Regions from separate parts of the Pan troglodytes genome. Here region 2 is linked to region 1. Evidence: chromatin contacts called from public HiChIP or PLAC-seq data. All regions are on one chromosome and are shown on one strand. The core of a region is the stretch at or near the end of the contact, and the rest is flanking DNA. Distances in the headings are between cores, read along the strand shown.

Evidence for each region. HiChIP or PLAC-seq counts read pairs in DNA pulled down with a chosen protein or histone mark.
Region 2: an H3K4me3 HiChIP or PLAC-seq map of stem cell-derived excitatory neurons shows a contact between it and region 1, with 4 times the contacts expected there. The contact joins the promoter of DDX55 here to the promoter of OGFOD2 in region 1. A contact is called at or near these places in 1 of 7 Hi-C or Micro-C datasets (stem cell-derived neural progenitor cells) and 1 of 1 datasets of contacts at active chromatin or transcription factors (stem cell-derived excitatory neurons).

Annotation. Positions count from the first base shown.
Region 1 is chr10:129,817,110-129,819,999 of NHGRI_mPanTro3-v2.0_pri, forward strand. It overlaps OGFOD2 (2-oxoglutarate and iron dependent oxygenase domain containing 2), which reads left to right and starts at 1,503. Exons shown (of 8, transcript XM_063785224.1): 1 at 1,503-1,912; 2 at 2,602-2,658. It overlaps ABCB9 (ATP binding cassette subfamily B member 9), which reads right to left and starts at 2,007. Exons shown (of 15, transcript XM_054663774.2): 1 at 1,497-2,007; 2 at 148-263.
Region 2 is chr10:130,423,732-130,426,431 of NHGRI_mPanTro3-v2.0_pri, forward strand. It overlaps DDX55 (DEAD-box helicase 55), which reads left to right and starts at 1,302. Exons shown (of 14, transcript XM_001170267.7): 1 at 1,302-1,482. The coding sequence starts at 1,375.

The DNA.
Region 1 (2,890 bases), core at 253-2,752:
CATACACATATACATACCACTCTGGAATCAAGATACTCTAATTCCGGAGCGTTCTAATTCTGGTCTGCTACTCACTAGGTTTATGACTCTAGACAGATTCCTGTACCCACCTCAGTTTCCTTATCTGTAAAATGGAGATAATAATACCTTAAGCAGTCAACAAAGATACATGTCAGTGCTGGCTGGTAGCACATGTTGATTCAGTACTTGCTGGTAAATATTCTTCTTGCTGCTGCTCCCTTCGGTGACTGAGCCCAGAGTGTCTGGAAGGAGGAGAGGGTCCATGGAGAGGACCAATCTAAACTGATAAGCAGGCCGGGCGCAGTGGTCTCAGTTCTAGACCAGCCTGGCCAACATGGCGAAATCCCGTTTCTACTAAAAATACAAAAACTTTGGGAGGCCGAGGCAGGGGGACCACGAGGTCAGGAGATCAAGACCATCCTGGCTAACACGGTGAAACCCCGTCTCTACTAAAAACACAAAAAATTAGCCGGGCGTGGTGGCGGGCGCCTGTAGTCCCAGCTACTCGGGAGGCTGAGCCAGGAGAATGGCGTGAACCCGGGAGGCGGAGCTTACAGTGAGCCGAGATCGTGCCACTGCACTCCAGCCTGGGCGACAGAGCAAGACTCCGTCTCAAAACAAACAAACAAACAAACAAAAAACAAAAAACAAAAAAATTAGCTGGGCGTGGTGGCGCCTGCCGATAATCCCAGCTATTCGGGAGGCTGAGGCAGGAAAACTGCTTGAATCCGGGAGGCAGAGGTTGCAGTGAGCGGAGATCGCGCCACTGCACTCCAGCCTGGGTGAAACTCTATCTCAAAAAGTAAATAAACAAATAAATAAACTGATAGGTACAACACGCTCATCTTGCAAACTGCTGCAAACGGAGAGGGGGTGAGGGTGGGGTGGGGTGCTGCATGTGCCAGGCCTGCCTGGTGGGTGGCTGGGGAGCCGACCTGCCCTGGGCCTCCTGGGGAAAAAGGGCAGTTAGGCGGGTAATGAACATTGATCTGGGGAAATGGATCCTTTCCTAGATAACAGGGCCTCTCACTATCACTGGGCAATCAAGACGACTGTAAAACGTTAAACACCTTCTCGGGCCGGGCAGCTCTGCACGAGAAAACCCCAAATCCCACATACTCCCACCACTCCCAGAAGCCCTGTGGTGGTTAACTGGGGAACTCTGTAGGGTTCAAACGCCATATTTGCCCCTTACTGGATGTGTGACCTGCGGCGGGTCCCTGTGCCTCTCTGGGTCTCAGTTTCCTCATCCGTAAGACGGTGATATAATAGTACCTAGCTCAAAGGTTTAATGCTGGTAGATTCCTGAGCAAAGGTCCGGGGAGAGAAGAGGCTCGGTCTGCAAGAGTTGTCATTTGTTGGCTGCGGTGAGACCACGCCCCGTCGCCCTCCCACACCTGACCCCGCCCTCCCGCGTCCATTGGGAACGCCACCGGAAGTAATGCGAGACGGAGCGTTTTGGCGGAGACACTCACTGGGGCAATCTGAGGTAATCCAAGACTGTGGCGGAGGGACCGGAAGCGCCAGGCAGGGACCCGGGGTAGATGCTAAATCCAAACTGAAACGTACAGGGCTGGATGATTGAAGCACCAGCGGGAACTAGTCGGACCTCCGAGCTCTTTAAACTGTCCTCAGCCTTCCCCGTGGGCTCGGCTGGTTCTCCACGAGCTCCGGGCAGACGGGGGAGGGGGTCGGCGTTTAAGTCAAAGGCCTTGGGGCTCCGAGTCCCTTCCTTTCCCCGTCCTGTGAAGGCGCGACCCAGTTCAGCTGTCTGTAAAGTGGAGCCATTAGTCCCTGCCTCGTAGTGGGAAAACTGGGAGGCGGAACGAGGAGGCCGCCGGTCCCAACCCGGCCCAGGAGCATCTTTCTCCGCAGACTGTTTCCTGGCGAGGTGCGTCTTCGTCCTTTTCCGCCCTTGGGAACTTAGAGCGGCCCCTTGGCCGCTGGTTCCGCGCCTCCCGCGGTTGGGGGCGTGCCCGAAGTCTCTCTACGGAAGCTGGTAGGGCTGTGGGCGCTTCACTATGGCGACGGTGGGGGCTCCGCGGCGCTTCTGCCGCTGCGCCTGCTTCTGCACCGATAACTTGTACGTGGCGCGCTATGGGCTGCACGTGCGCTTTCGAGGCGAGCAGCAGCTGCGCCGGGACTACGGCCCGGTGAGTGGCCGCTGTCGTCCCTACGGAGCAGTGGGCAGAGAGGGGTAGTGGAGGAGGGAAGTTCGTCCCCAGGGTCGTTTGCTTTGCGCACGCCGCGCACCGTATCTTCAAATACAAGAATGACGGCCTCTCTTTGCCTCGGTTTTCTCACCGTAAAGGGGTAATAGTATCTCCCTGTGAGATTGTGAGGAAGGAATGAACAAGCATGTAGGGTGCTTAGGACAGGGCCGGGGTCAGCTTGCCGCCTCACAGCAACACCAGCCCGGAGCCCTGTCCTGAGCTTGACAGGGTTCCGCAGTTCATTCTCTCCATGATCCTTTGAGGTCGGGGCTCCTCTCCCCATTTTAAGCAGGGGAAACTGAGGCTTAGAGAGTGAAGGGATTTCCTCAGGTCATACAGTCATGCTCAGTGTTCTTTCTGCTCCCAGATCCTGCGCAGCCGAGGCTGTGTTAGCGCCAAGGACTTCCAGCAGCTGTTAGCAGAGGTACCAGTCCCCTGCCCCTGCACAGCTCCTCGTTAGATTTGTGTCCGCAGCTTGAGGACACAGCTTGAGCCTAGCCTCAGTCCCTGATCCCTGAAGGGTCACTTAGGCCCTCACTTTCCTCCTTCCTGCCCCCCACTCATCCCTCCACACCTGAGTCTTGGCACCAGGAGAGAGAAGGGGAAATGCTAAGTTGCTAAGTTGCCTAGTCATGCCGTTCTTAACAGCTCTGCGA
Region 2 (2,700 bases), core at 52-2,551, 610 kb after region 1:
AGAGACGGGGTTTCACCATATTGGCCAGGCTGGTCTCGAACTCCTGACCTTGAGATCTGCCCGCTTTGGCCTCCCAAAGTGCTGGGATTACAGGCGTGAGCCACCGTGCCAGGCCAATAATTTCTTTATGGCCAGTTTTTTCACAGAAAGGTGGAGAGAGAGTAATATTTTTAGGTTTTATGGCTGACTGTGGAGAAAAGGGATTCCCGTTTCTATGCTCCGTCATGGGCAAGAGGGATTCTTGAGTTTCTATGGCTAGCCTCAGAGAATCAGAGATCAGAGAGGGAGCAGAAGGTCAGAGAGAAACTTGCTTCTGAGGCTGCCTCTGGGGCCTTCACTTTGGGGTTTCGTTTTCAGAGCCTCAACAGGAGCAAGCCATGCACATAGGTGGAGGAGATAGGCCCTCATAGAGGGCACATAATGAGTGGTCAATAAAAGTTTGCTGAGTTAAGGCCGGGCGCGGTGGCTCACGCCTGTAATCCCAGCAATTTGGGAGGCCGAGGCGGGCGGATCACGAGGTCAGGAAATCGAGACCATCCTGGCTAACACGGTGAAACCCCATCTCTACTAAAAATACAAAAAATTAGCCGGGCGTGGTGGTGGGCGCCTGTAGTCCCAGCTACTCGGGAGGCTGAGGCAGGAAAATGGCGTGAACCCGGGAGGCGGAGCTTGCAGTGAACCGAGATCGCGCCCAGCCTCCAGCCTGGGCAACAGAGCGAGACTCCGTCTCAAAAACAAACAAACAAACAAACAAACAAACAAACCAAAAACAGCTTTCTGAGTGAAGTTGTATGTGGACATGAATGGCCCAGGCAAACAGTGAACAGAGGAATGGGACAGTGTTCTTAGTTAGGACTCTGACCCTAACTTCCGGGAAAGTAAACCAACATTCAGGACGTACCGGCCATCGGACCCCAACATTCAGGACGTACCGGCCATCAGCGGGTGCCTGTTTTGCAGGGCTGCTAACCCGGGTCCCCGACACGTTTCTCTGCCCACGGTAGCCAGCCCCGCTGTCCTTCGGCCTGGACGCGGTCCTGTGCTGCCACCTGCCTCCGAGGGGCAGAGAAAGTGGGAAGGCCGGGCCAGAATCCCTCCCGCCAAAACTCCTGCCCGGTGCGGAGAGGCGCCCGGAGCCCAGGGCGCTGTGCGGGGCGGGTGTAACTCCCCAGGCCTGCCCTGCCGCCTGCCTCCACCGTCCCGCGGGCGCCTTTCCTCCCTCCCGCGGCGTGGGAGCCTTCGCCGCGCTCCGGAACTCTGCTGCTCCAGCGAAGTTCCCGGCCGTCCGCCGGAGCTGCCGGAAGCGGAAGTGCTCGTTGTGGGTGCACAAGGCGCGTTCGAGCAGCGGCGACCGAGGCGGCGAAGGAGCGCGCCATGGAGCATGTGACAGAGGGCTCCTGGGAATCGCTGCCTGTGCCGCTGCACCCGCAGGTGCTGGGCGCGCTGCGGGAGCTGGGCTTCCCGTACATGACGCCGGTGCAGGTATCGGTTCCCTGGGGCGGGGGAGTGAGGCTGGGAGAGGGGCAGGCACCCGCTGCATCGGACCCACCGGAGGTGATCGGACAGATCTGAGCCCTGGGGCGCTCATCCCTCCAGCTGGGGCTCTTGCCTCGTCTCCAGGCTGCCCAGACTGGCGGAATGCGGAGCTGCCCGGCCAGCGAGCCGGCAGAGGGGCCGCGACCCACCCCGCCCTCGGGTGCTGTGGTCTCAAGCCTGGTTCTCATCCTGGCCCTGCTCGCTGTAGCTGTGAGACCTCGGGCAAATGGCTTAACCTCTCCGTGCTTCATTTTCCTTCTCTGTGAAATGACGAAAAAATAACACCCTCCTTATGGGGTTGCTGTGGGGACTAAATAAACCAGTCGGCACACTATGGGAGCTCAGTAAGGGTTACCGTTGTTCTGCATCTCTTCAAGAATATTTCTTGAGGACCTGCTATGTGTCAGGAACTCTTCTAGGCTCTGGGGAGTTTGCAGTATTGGCATCTGCTCATAGCCTTACTTTCTAGTGCAAGAGCTAGAGAAAGGATAATTTCAGCTGCTGGTAAGTGTTATGAAAGAACTAAGACGGTTGTGATAGACAGTGTCGCGCGAGGACTGTAGAGGAGGTGAGATAGGGTGTTAAGGAAGGCCTCTCTGAGGAGGTGCATTGAGCTGAGACCTCAGTGATTGAGAAGGAGCTGGCTCTGTGGTGACTAGGGGGAGATTATTCCACTGGAGAGAAATACCAGTGCACATAAATGCCCTGGGGCAGGCTGCAAATGGTTTGAGCAGCAGAAAGGAGGCCTTTGTGGCTGAACATCAAGAGTAGTGTAAGAGATGGATTGTGCAGGGTCTTGTAGGCGCTTGGATTTCATTCTAAATGTAGTGGGAAGCCATCTTATCTGGGAGGATGTTTAGGAAGGGAAGGGCTGTGATTTCTCTGTAGAGAGTGGCCTTTCCAGGCATAAGAGATGAAGCAGGCAGGTCGCTTAGGAGGCCATTGTCAGGTAAGAGATGATGGTGACTTGGAGTAGGGTGGAACCAGTGGATACTGAGAAGTCACATTTGGGATAGCTTTAAGGTTGCTAAGGGACTGGAAGTGGAGGTTAGGAAAGAGAAGACTCTACAGGGACCTGAGGTTTTTATTTTTATTTTTATTTTTTATTTTTTGAGATGGAGTCTCGCTCTGTTGCCCAGGCTGGAGTGCAATGGTGCGATCTTG